Linked DNA regions of Mus musculus: region 2 is linked to region 1. A link is a contact called in public promoter capture Hi-C data. All regions are on one chromosome and are shown on one strand. The core of a region is the stretch at or near the end of the contact, and the rest is flanking DNA. Distances in the headings are between cores, read along the strand shown. Region 1 holds the start of Slc22a12 (solute carrier family 22 (organic anion/cation transporter), member 12). Region 2 has its middle 79 kb from the start of Gm32245.

Region 1 (4,400 bases), core at 1,280-3,779:
GCATCCTCCAAAGCACACGTCTCTCCTGTACTCAAAATTGCAATGTCCCCATTCCCCACTGCCTGTCTCACTTCTTATGTCACCAGCCTTCCTTGTCTTCCCAACACCACAGGACAGAGAGCAATCCCTTAGGGCCTAGGAGCACCCACTTCTGCAGCTGGGCCCTGTCCTCCTAGACTCAAGGCCTGTCCCTCTGGGGCTTAAGGACTTGGCTCCAACCAATGTTCCTACTTCTACTAGTCACTGTGGTCCCAAGCTCTAACTGGGAACCCACATTTACACAGAAGTGAGCTATACTGTCTTCTCTAAAGCAAACACTAATGACCTATTAGCCCTAGAGTGATAACAGCTCACTGTCCACAGATCCTCTTTTTTGCTTCTCAGTGTAGAGCTGGAATCACGTCTCCACCCACCCACGACTGTCTAGAGGCGGCCTTAACTAGCTCCTACCACTAAACTGAGGACAGAATTACTGTGTGTCACCTTCAGCTCAGGGGCCACCACCCTCTCTTGCCCACCATTGAAATGGAAAGCTCTGGTTTCTTTGGGGACTCAGTTATGTCACGTGATGTTTCGCTGAAGCAGACATGTGAGGGAATGCGTGATGTTTAGAAAGAATATAACTATGACCCCACAGATAGTGTGGCAAAGCTCTTATATTGGTTCGCCTCGCACCACGTGGCTGATCTTCGCTTGCTGTGGCTTCATAGAGGGTAACTTGCCAAAGAACTTCTCATGACATTCCAGCGGCGTCTGTGGGCTCCTGCGGCTCAGCAGAGCCTCTCGGTTTCTTCTGGATTGAACTGCTGCTGCTACTGACTCGTGTTCGGTGCTTGTTGAGAGGACTGAACTCCCACTGCTGATTTGTGTCTGGTGTTTTGATAGTGGACTGAACCGCTGATATCCTGACAACAATGACTGCATTGTATCTCCCCCAAAGAACTACTTCTACAGAGATCCACAAGCCCATTTCCTATTAACCCTTCTCTTCCTCTACCTCTGGTAGGTGGGCTAGAAGGGAGGTTGGTGTGTTAAAGAACATTAATCAAATTAGGTTTTGAAAAATCTAAGCCTACACTCCAGCGGCTGACACATGAGGCCAGTGCCTTCCAGTGACAGCTGCAGGGGTACACACACAATGGGACTGCAATCCCAGACTCCCCTTGGAGGACAGCCACCCACCCATCAGTAGCAACCTGGGACTTTACACAATTAAGAAAAAAGGTTCTGGACTGGAGACATGGCTCAGAAGCTGATCATGTCCTGCAGCCCTTCCAGAGGACAAGTGTTCAGCTTCCAGCACCCACATCCTATAGCTCACAGCTGCCTGTAACGCCAGCTCCAGCTCCAGGGAGTCAGATGCCCCTCTTCTGGCCTCTGTGGGCACTTGTACTCAAATACACAAGCCACACACACACACACACACACACACACACCAAATACTTTTATTTTAAAAGAACGTCTGTGTCAGGAATCGTACGGACATCTCTATCCCATCATCTGCCACCTGATCACAGCGTTTCCTCTTCTACTCTCAAAACTACCTTGAACCCAAACCAGTCAGTACCTCTGGTGCCCACAGACTCCTCCCGCCTCTACACAGCCCTCATTATCGGTTCTGTCCAGTCACTCCCATGGCTTCCTGGGGACACTTTCCCCTTTGTCAGGCTTTCCCCCTCCCAGGAGCCAGGAATCTTACAAATGGAAGTCGAACTGCTGGAGAGACGCCTCCTGGTCAAGCATTTGCTCTTCTTCTAGAGGGCCAGGGCCCTGGCGTTGAAGGCAGGATTTAGTGTAAGGCTTTGCAGTGTGGCAGTAGGTGAAAGGGGCGGCAGAAGGAGACAGGTCAGGGAGGCGACAGAGCAGAGCAGAGGCAAAGGGGGAAGTCCTCAGAATTAGTCGGCTTAGAGACACTAGAGGCTGAGTTGCCAGCCTGTGAACTGTGACTCCGTTCCAGGCAGAGGGCCATGTAATTACAGGCTAAAGAAGTGGGTCCTAAGACAAGGAGACCTGGGAAAGAGACAGAGGTCTCAATACTTTAGGATATTTGTCTTGAAGAGTACAGGGGCATATGCTAATGTCAAAAGGGCTTAATGAGGCTCAGTACAGGGAATCAATAAGGGAGTGCAGGAACAGTGGCAGCTTCAAAAGGCTAATGAGGCCTAGAGACTGAGTGACACACCATCCTCAAGCAGAGGACGCCATCACTCAAGCTAGGATCAGGCCAGCTCTGAGGTTGGGAGGACCAGGGCTCACCCTCTCTCTCCTGGGTTAGCTCACAGTACAGTCATGATGTCTCCTGGAAGGCAGGCAGGAGCACCGAAGGATGGCGGCCCCAACACACTTAGTGGCAGAGCCCGTGTCCAGATCTTGCCGCATCCTAACAGAAACCAGGGCCATGAAGATGGGGGCGGGGTGGTGGGAGAAACTGCCGCTTTCATCTGCAGTGGTGTTGTCCTGGTTAAACTTTGAAGAAATGATTACTAAACCCTCTTCTATTAAATGGCTCCTAGTCACACTTTAATTCTACCCAGAGTGACTTCTCTCTCCACCCTCCTTGCTTCTCAAATTTGGTTTTTCCTGAGAGCCAGACTCTGCTGTGTCGCTGAGAGGTTCCCATGGCCTCCAGATTACCACAGAGGGTTCCAGGTCTCATGGTGACAGCCAGCAGGCAGATACACAAGAGCCTTGACTGGCTGTGACTCAGCAACATGGCTGTGTGACATGCATATGAAGAGACTGGTGTGGTCAGAGCCAAGGGGAAAGCAGGCTCATCACAAAGACCCCATGGTCCTGGGCCAGCCTCTGTGAAGTGGAAGCTGCGTGGTGGTACCCAGGAGAAACCCATGGCCTTTCCTGAACTCCTGGACCGAGTGGGGGGGCTGGGCAGGTTCCAGCTCTTCCAGACGGTGGCTCTGGTGACCCCCATTTTGTGGGTCACCACCCAGAACATGCTGGAGAACTTCTCAGCCGCAGTTCCCCACCACCGCTGTTGGGTGCCTCTCCTGGACAATAGCACCTCCCAGGCGAGTATCCCTGGGGACCTTGGACCCGATGTTCTTCTGGCCGTCTCCATCCCACCTGGTCCTGACCAGCAACCCCACCAGTGCCTCCGCTTCCGACAACCTCAATGGCAGCTTACAGAGTCCAACGCCACGGCCACCAACTGGAGTGACGCTGCCACTGAGCCATGCGAGGATGGCTGGGTTTACGACCACAGCACCTTCAGGTCCACAATCGTGACCACGGTAACAGCACCTGGGAGGTCAAAGTCACAGTCACAGAAAGGATGCACCTCCCCAAGCCTCCTCACTTGGGAGCAGCCATGTAGGCTTGCAGGGGACTGGGCAGCGGGAGTCATCTGCAAGGTCATAGTTAGTGGTTCATGCCTATGACCCCATCTCTAAAGAGACAGGAGGATTCCTGAGTCTGAGGCCAACCTGGGCCACACAGTGAGGTATGTCCACACAGCCTGGCCTGGGGTACCATTCCTGTTTCTACATCACCCGATGGCTTTACCCATAGTTGAACCTCTGCCATGACTCCAGGCCACCTAGACACAGGATCCTGTCGTCTGTCTCTGGGCTGAGCACAGAGGACCTGAACAAACATTGGCCTCTTATAAGAGATGTTGGCAGGCTGGGGAGATAAATCCGCAAACTGTCTGTTGTTGAAGCATGAAGACTTGAGTTCAGCTCTCCAGCATTTGGGGGGAAAAGCCAGGCTCAGTGGTGGTGGGACTGTAATGCCAGCTCTGGAGAGGCAGAAACAAGGGAGCCCCTGGGGCTCAGCTCTAGCTGGCTAGCCAGCCTAGCCAGTGAGCCCCAGGGTCACTGAAGGACCTCTTCACAAAAACAGTGTAGACAGCTCCAGAGATTGAACTCTGACCCTCACAAGCACTACACCATGGAAAGGCATGCACGCACACACACTCTCTCTCTCGCACACACACACACACGCACACTCACACGCACACGCACGTGCATGTGAAGACGAGGAGCCAGGTGGTGGTGGTGTATGTTTAATCCCAGCACTCAGAAGACAAAGACAGGAGGATCTGAGTTTGAGGCCAGCCTGGTCTACAGAGTGAGTTCTAAGACAGCCAGGCAGGGGAACTCTGTCTTGAGATGAAAAACCAAAAGAGAGGTGAGGGAGGGGAAGCCAGTGGAGAGGGCCAGCTGCCCCAGCAAGCAGGAAGGACCCTGCATGAGGAGCAAGAGGAAGTAAGCCTCCAGCGAAGGGAAGGCTCCTCAGCTACGGGCCAAGGCTCAAGAGGGAGCAGATGAAGCTGGAGGCTCTCCACCTTTGACGCAGTATAGGGCTGACAGGATACTCCTTAAGAAACCAAGCCACTAAGCCTGTGGGCGCCCTCGTGGCCCCACACAGCCCAGGCCATGCCC
Region 2 (4,384 bases), core at 1,639-4,138, 100 kb before region 1:
GAGAACCTAGACAAACATTCTTAAAGAACAGAGCCTCATGCAAATGAAGGACTAAATTTACACCTATCACAATTCAGTTCCTCATGCAAATGAAGGATTGTCCTGCACCAATCACAAGCCTTCAGCAGAGCAGGGTCAGTCAGAGTTCACTTGTTCAGAGTCTTGTCTGGCTTGGAGAACTGTTTGCCCGGGTTAGGGCAGGCCAGCTGGCGTGTGTCTTCAGCTGCAGATGTGGTGATTCTACATAGCTGTTGGAGTGGCCTCAGAGTAGGCATCCAAAACAGGTATGCAGTACAGCAGTGTCTGCCAGTTGCCAATATAAGGGCTTCTAGGCTCACAGTTCCACATCAGGGCTGCCAGGCATCAGTGAGAGCCTGTTACACAGGCCACTCTCTCGAGTTTAGTCCTTCAAAATGGGTGCTTACAGTAAGTATCTTACTGAGACCCCATATAGTTAATAGTTCCCAGGCTGGAGAGATGGCTCCGACAGGTTAACTGGCTGCACCCAGATTCAATTCCCAGCATCCACATAAAGGCTCACATCCATCTGTAACTCTAGTTTCAGGGATTGAGTGCCCTCTTCTGGCTTTAACAGGAACTGCATGCACATGCTGCACAGACATACCTGCAGACAAAACATCCATACATATAAAATAAAATTAAAACAATAAAAAAGAATAACAGCACTTGATAATCTTTTACGGCACTTGGCAATGTTTAGCCTTTGTCACCCAGGGGAGGAGAGTTGCCCCTCTGTGTCAGCAGTACCTGATGTTGGCTTGCTGTTATTGTTCAATTTCAACTAAAAAATGACTTTTAGATTATGTTTAAAATGTTTTTATTCCAAGTGCATGTGTGTGTGCGAGCACGCATGCGCTCACACGAGTGTGTTTGCATGCACGTGGGTCACACCATGCCTGTGGAGATCAGAGGATCATTTTTAGGAGTAGGTCTTCTCTTTCTTCCTTGCTGAGTAAGAAGTTTCTGCCAAGCTGCTGTGATCATCGGCTACTGTGCACTCTAGGACAGTACCTGTCCCTACCTCCCACCTCCCCTTGGAAAGCTGGGATTACAGATGTGAACAGCTGTGCTCTCTCGGCCTTGTGTGGGTTCTGGGGGTTGAATTCTTGTCAGGCTTATGTGGAAATAACTTTACATGTGGACTTCTCTCACCGGCTCCTTTGAAATGCTTTAAATTTAACTTGGTTTTTGTGTGACCCACTGGGCTTCATCACAGGAGCAAGGGTGGGAGGTTACTTAATGGACCATGTACAACCCACTAGTGGCTGAAACACTAGAGAAAATGACCACTCTGCCCAACCATTAGCCACCAGTAGGTCCTCAGGGAGGGGAGGGGCCTCAGGAGTCCTTTGTGCTGTTTAGTTTTGGCTTCAATCTGGCTGTAACAGAGAAGATTCTAGTTACCAAGATTCTCCACAGTTCTTCATAAGAAAGCTAATGTGAAGGGCTGAGGGCCCCATGGGCAAACATCTGTGGCGGTGGGGGTTCTCTCAAGTTAGGGCTCACCAAAGACAAGACACTCTGGAGACGGGGTTCTGTGCCTCCATTTGCAGTGGATTTTGTATCTGGTCTTGCTTTGAGGAACTGGCAAAGAAGAATCCCAGGAGGGAGGGACTGGGAGCCATGGGGACAAAGCTCTGGGTTCATCCACCCTCCACCTGCAATAGCAGTGAAGGTGGGATGAAGGCCCTGGTGGCGAACCCTCTCTGCCCTGCACTAGGGCACGGTGACCCCCAGTGAACCCCCCAACCCCCCGAGCACTTGGGGATCTGCACCCATGCTTTTGCTCTTGAACGTGCATAACACAGGTCCCAGGGGGTGAACTTTGGTCTACTTTTTATTGCTTTTCTCATTAGAGAGAAAATCGAAGAATGAGACCTGAGATCGAAGGTCACCTGTTAGAAGGAAAGCTTTGCTCAGAGAAAAGAATTGAGCTAGTACTGTCTCAGCCCAGCTTTGCCCAAGCTGAGATGAGCATGCTCTGGAGGGCTCACACACACACACTCACACACACACACACACACACACACACACACACAGCATCTCACCCACCCCATCCCCACACACATATTTAGGATATGTGCATGCATAAATATGGAAGACTAGAAGTCAACCTCAGGAGTCAGCAGGGGTCTCTCACTGCACCCTGAGCTTGCCAATTCTAGCAGCCAGCTTGCTTCAGGGATTCCCTGACTTCTGCCTGGGGATCCGATTTCCAGTGTTCATGCATTCAAAGCAAGAACCTTACCCACGGAGCCACCTCCTGAATCCCCTCGGGGGTGTGCGTGTGTGTGTTGGTGACTTTACTGTTTAAAATGATCCCCATGTGAACTCCGCTCCAGCCTGCTGTGCACCCCCGGGAACACAATGCTCTGCCTTCCGTCTTCCTCCAGACATGAATAACACGACTGTTGTCTGAAGTTCAGTGTCAATGAGTCAAATTTCAAATGTGGAGTTTCTAAAACAGAAACAGACATAAAAGAAGACGTCTGTTGACGGCCTGATCTTAGGTCCCCAACCGTGGCTAGGTGCTGGGGGCTACGTTACAGAATGTCACCTCTGCAAGTTGTAACAATGATTTTAAAAATCTGTTTTTTCTTTTCCCAGTTCCGGGATGATGACTCTGAGACTAATTATTTATTATTAAATGTGCTGGCCATAGCTTTGGCTCATTCCCTTACTAGCTCATGACTTATTTAACTATTCAAACTTCTCTATGCCTACCACCTGGTTAGTTACCTGTCTTAGTACAGGCCTGCTTTTTTGAGTCTCCTCAGGATCTTCCTCAGCGTCTCCCTGAGTTCATATGCCTGCTGGGCCTTCTTGGCCCTCTCTCCCAGCTCGCAGTCTCTCTTATCCCTTACTATTTCCCAGAATCCTCTCTCTTCCTGCCAGTGTCCCACCTCCCATTTCCTGCTTCAGCTCATTGGCTAGCGGCTTTTTATTGGCAGGTGATACTTAAATTCTGTCTGCAGCAAGCGGGTCAAATGGCGCTGACTTTAGTCCCAAGACTTCACTCCTGCTTAGGTAGTCTGGGAGTGTCTGCCAGGTTGCTTTGCCTTGTACCACGCCACAACAAGCAATTGTATGAAGTCTATATTACCTCTAAATTTATATGCCAAAGCCCCTTGGAGAGTCCTGGGTCCCCGTGGGAGGCCCTGCCTCCAAAAACAAGTGAACAACCCTTGAGGAAGAGCACATGAGGTTAGCCTCTGACCTTCACACACATGTGTACCTGCATACAAATGTTCACCCATAAGCGTGCTCACATATTCTCTCTCTCTGTCTCTCTCTCTCTCTGTCTCTCTCTCTCTCTCTCTGTCTCTCTCTCTCTCTCTCTCTCTCTCTCTCTCTCTCAGAATCCAGGACCACCTGCCTAGGAATAGGGCCACCCACCAAGGGCTGGGCCTTCCCCATCAATAGTGATTAAGTAATTTGGTAGTAATTAAGTATTAAGAAATTGCCTTGCACCTGGATCTTATGAAGGCATTTTCTCAACTGAGGTTCCCTCCTTTCAGATGACTCTAGTTTGTGTCAAGTTGACACAAGTCTAGCCAGAACAGCATCTATTGAATATAAAGATTTTAATTGCATTTTGTTGTTCATATAGCTGTGTATCCCAGATCAGAAATTCCTGGACAGGAAGTGGTTTGGATTTTGGACTTATGGGATATTTGTGTATAACAATGAAGTATTTTGGGAACGACCAGAACCCAAGTCTAAATGGGGAATTTATGTGTGTGTCAGCATGTGTCATACACACACAAGCTGAAGTTATTTTCTAGAATATTTCATACAGGGTTTGAATATTTTATTTATTCTTTGAAAATTTTGTACATTGTATATAGTGTAACTTGGTCTTCCCCATTCCCCAATTCTTCCACCCTGGAGTTCTCCCTCAGCCTGTTCCCTTCCTCCCTTCCTTTCCCCACTAAGTCACAGACTGATCATTGTGGCTTGATCGTGTGCAGTGAGCAGAGCAGGAGTGCCTGAGTGGCTGGGCGAGTCCTGTCCAGAGGAAAGCGCTTCCCAGAGCCGGTCCATCCGCCGGCTTCTACAGTCTTCCCCACTCACAGTGCTCTTTGGAGGTGAAATTGCTACAGCTGTTTTTTCATTTGTTTGTTTTTTATGCTGTGTTAATTTAGGACTGAGCCCTCAGCAGTCACTTAGTCTCCACTCTCTGACTAGATCTGAGTCTCTGCAGTAACTGCTGCCCACTGCAGAGAGGAGCTTTCCTGACCAAGCCTGAGCAGCACTAAGCATAAATATCGAAAAGAGCTTGACACGTGCACTTAGCAGAACGTGCGCGTAGCAGAACGTGCACTTAGCTAGACTCTTTCCTAGCGCCTGTGGCCTCAGGAGT

The links. Promoter capture Hi-C pulls out the DNA fragments that hold promoters and counts their contacts.
Region 2: a promoter capture Hi-C map of embryonic stem cells shows a contact between it and region 1, with 2.8 times the contacts expected there. A contact is called at or near these places in 18 of 39 promoter capture datasets (the 3T3-L1 cell line, the C10 cell line, the HPC-7 cell line and 11 more), 1 of 484 Hi-C or Micro-C datasets (olfactory sensory neurons), 4 of 130 datasets of targeted methods (the NIH/3T3 cell line, forebrain, pro-B cells and 1 more) and 1 of 9 other capture datasets (adipose tissue).

The regions. Positions count from the first base shown.
Region 1 is chr19:6,541,199-6,545,598 of GRCm38.p6, reverse strand. It overlaps Slc22a12 (solute carrier family 22 (organic anion/cation transporter), member 12), which reads left to right and starts at 2,529. Exons shown (of 10, transcript NM_009203.3): 1 at 2,529-3,248. The coding sequence starts at 2,847.
Region 2 is chr19:6,643,610-6,647,993 of GRCm38.p6, reverse strand. No RefSeq gene overlaps it. Among named protein-coding and RNA genes, the nearest start is that of Gm32245, 79 kb to the right of the region's middle.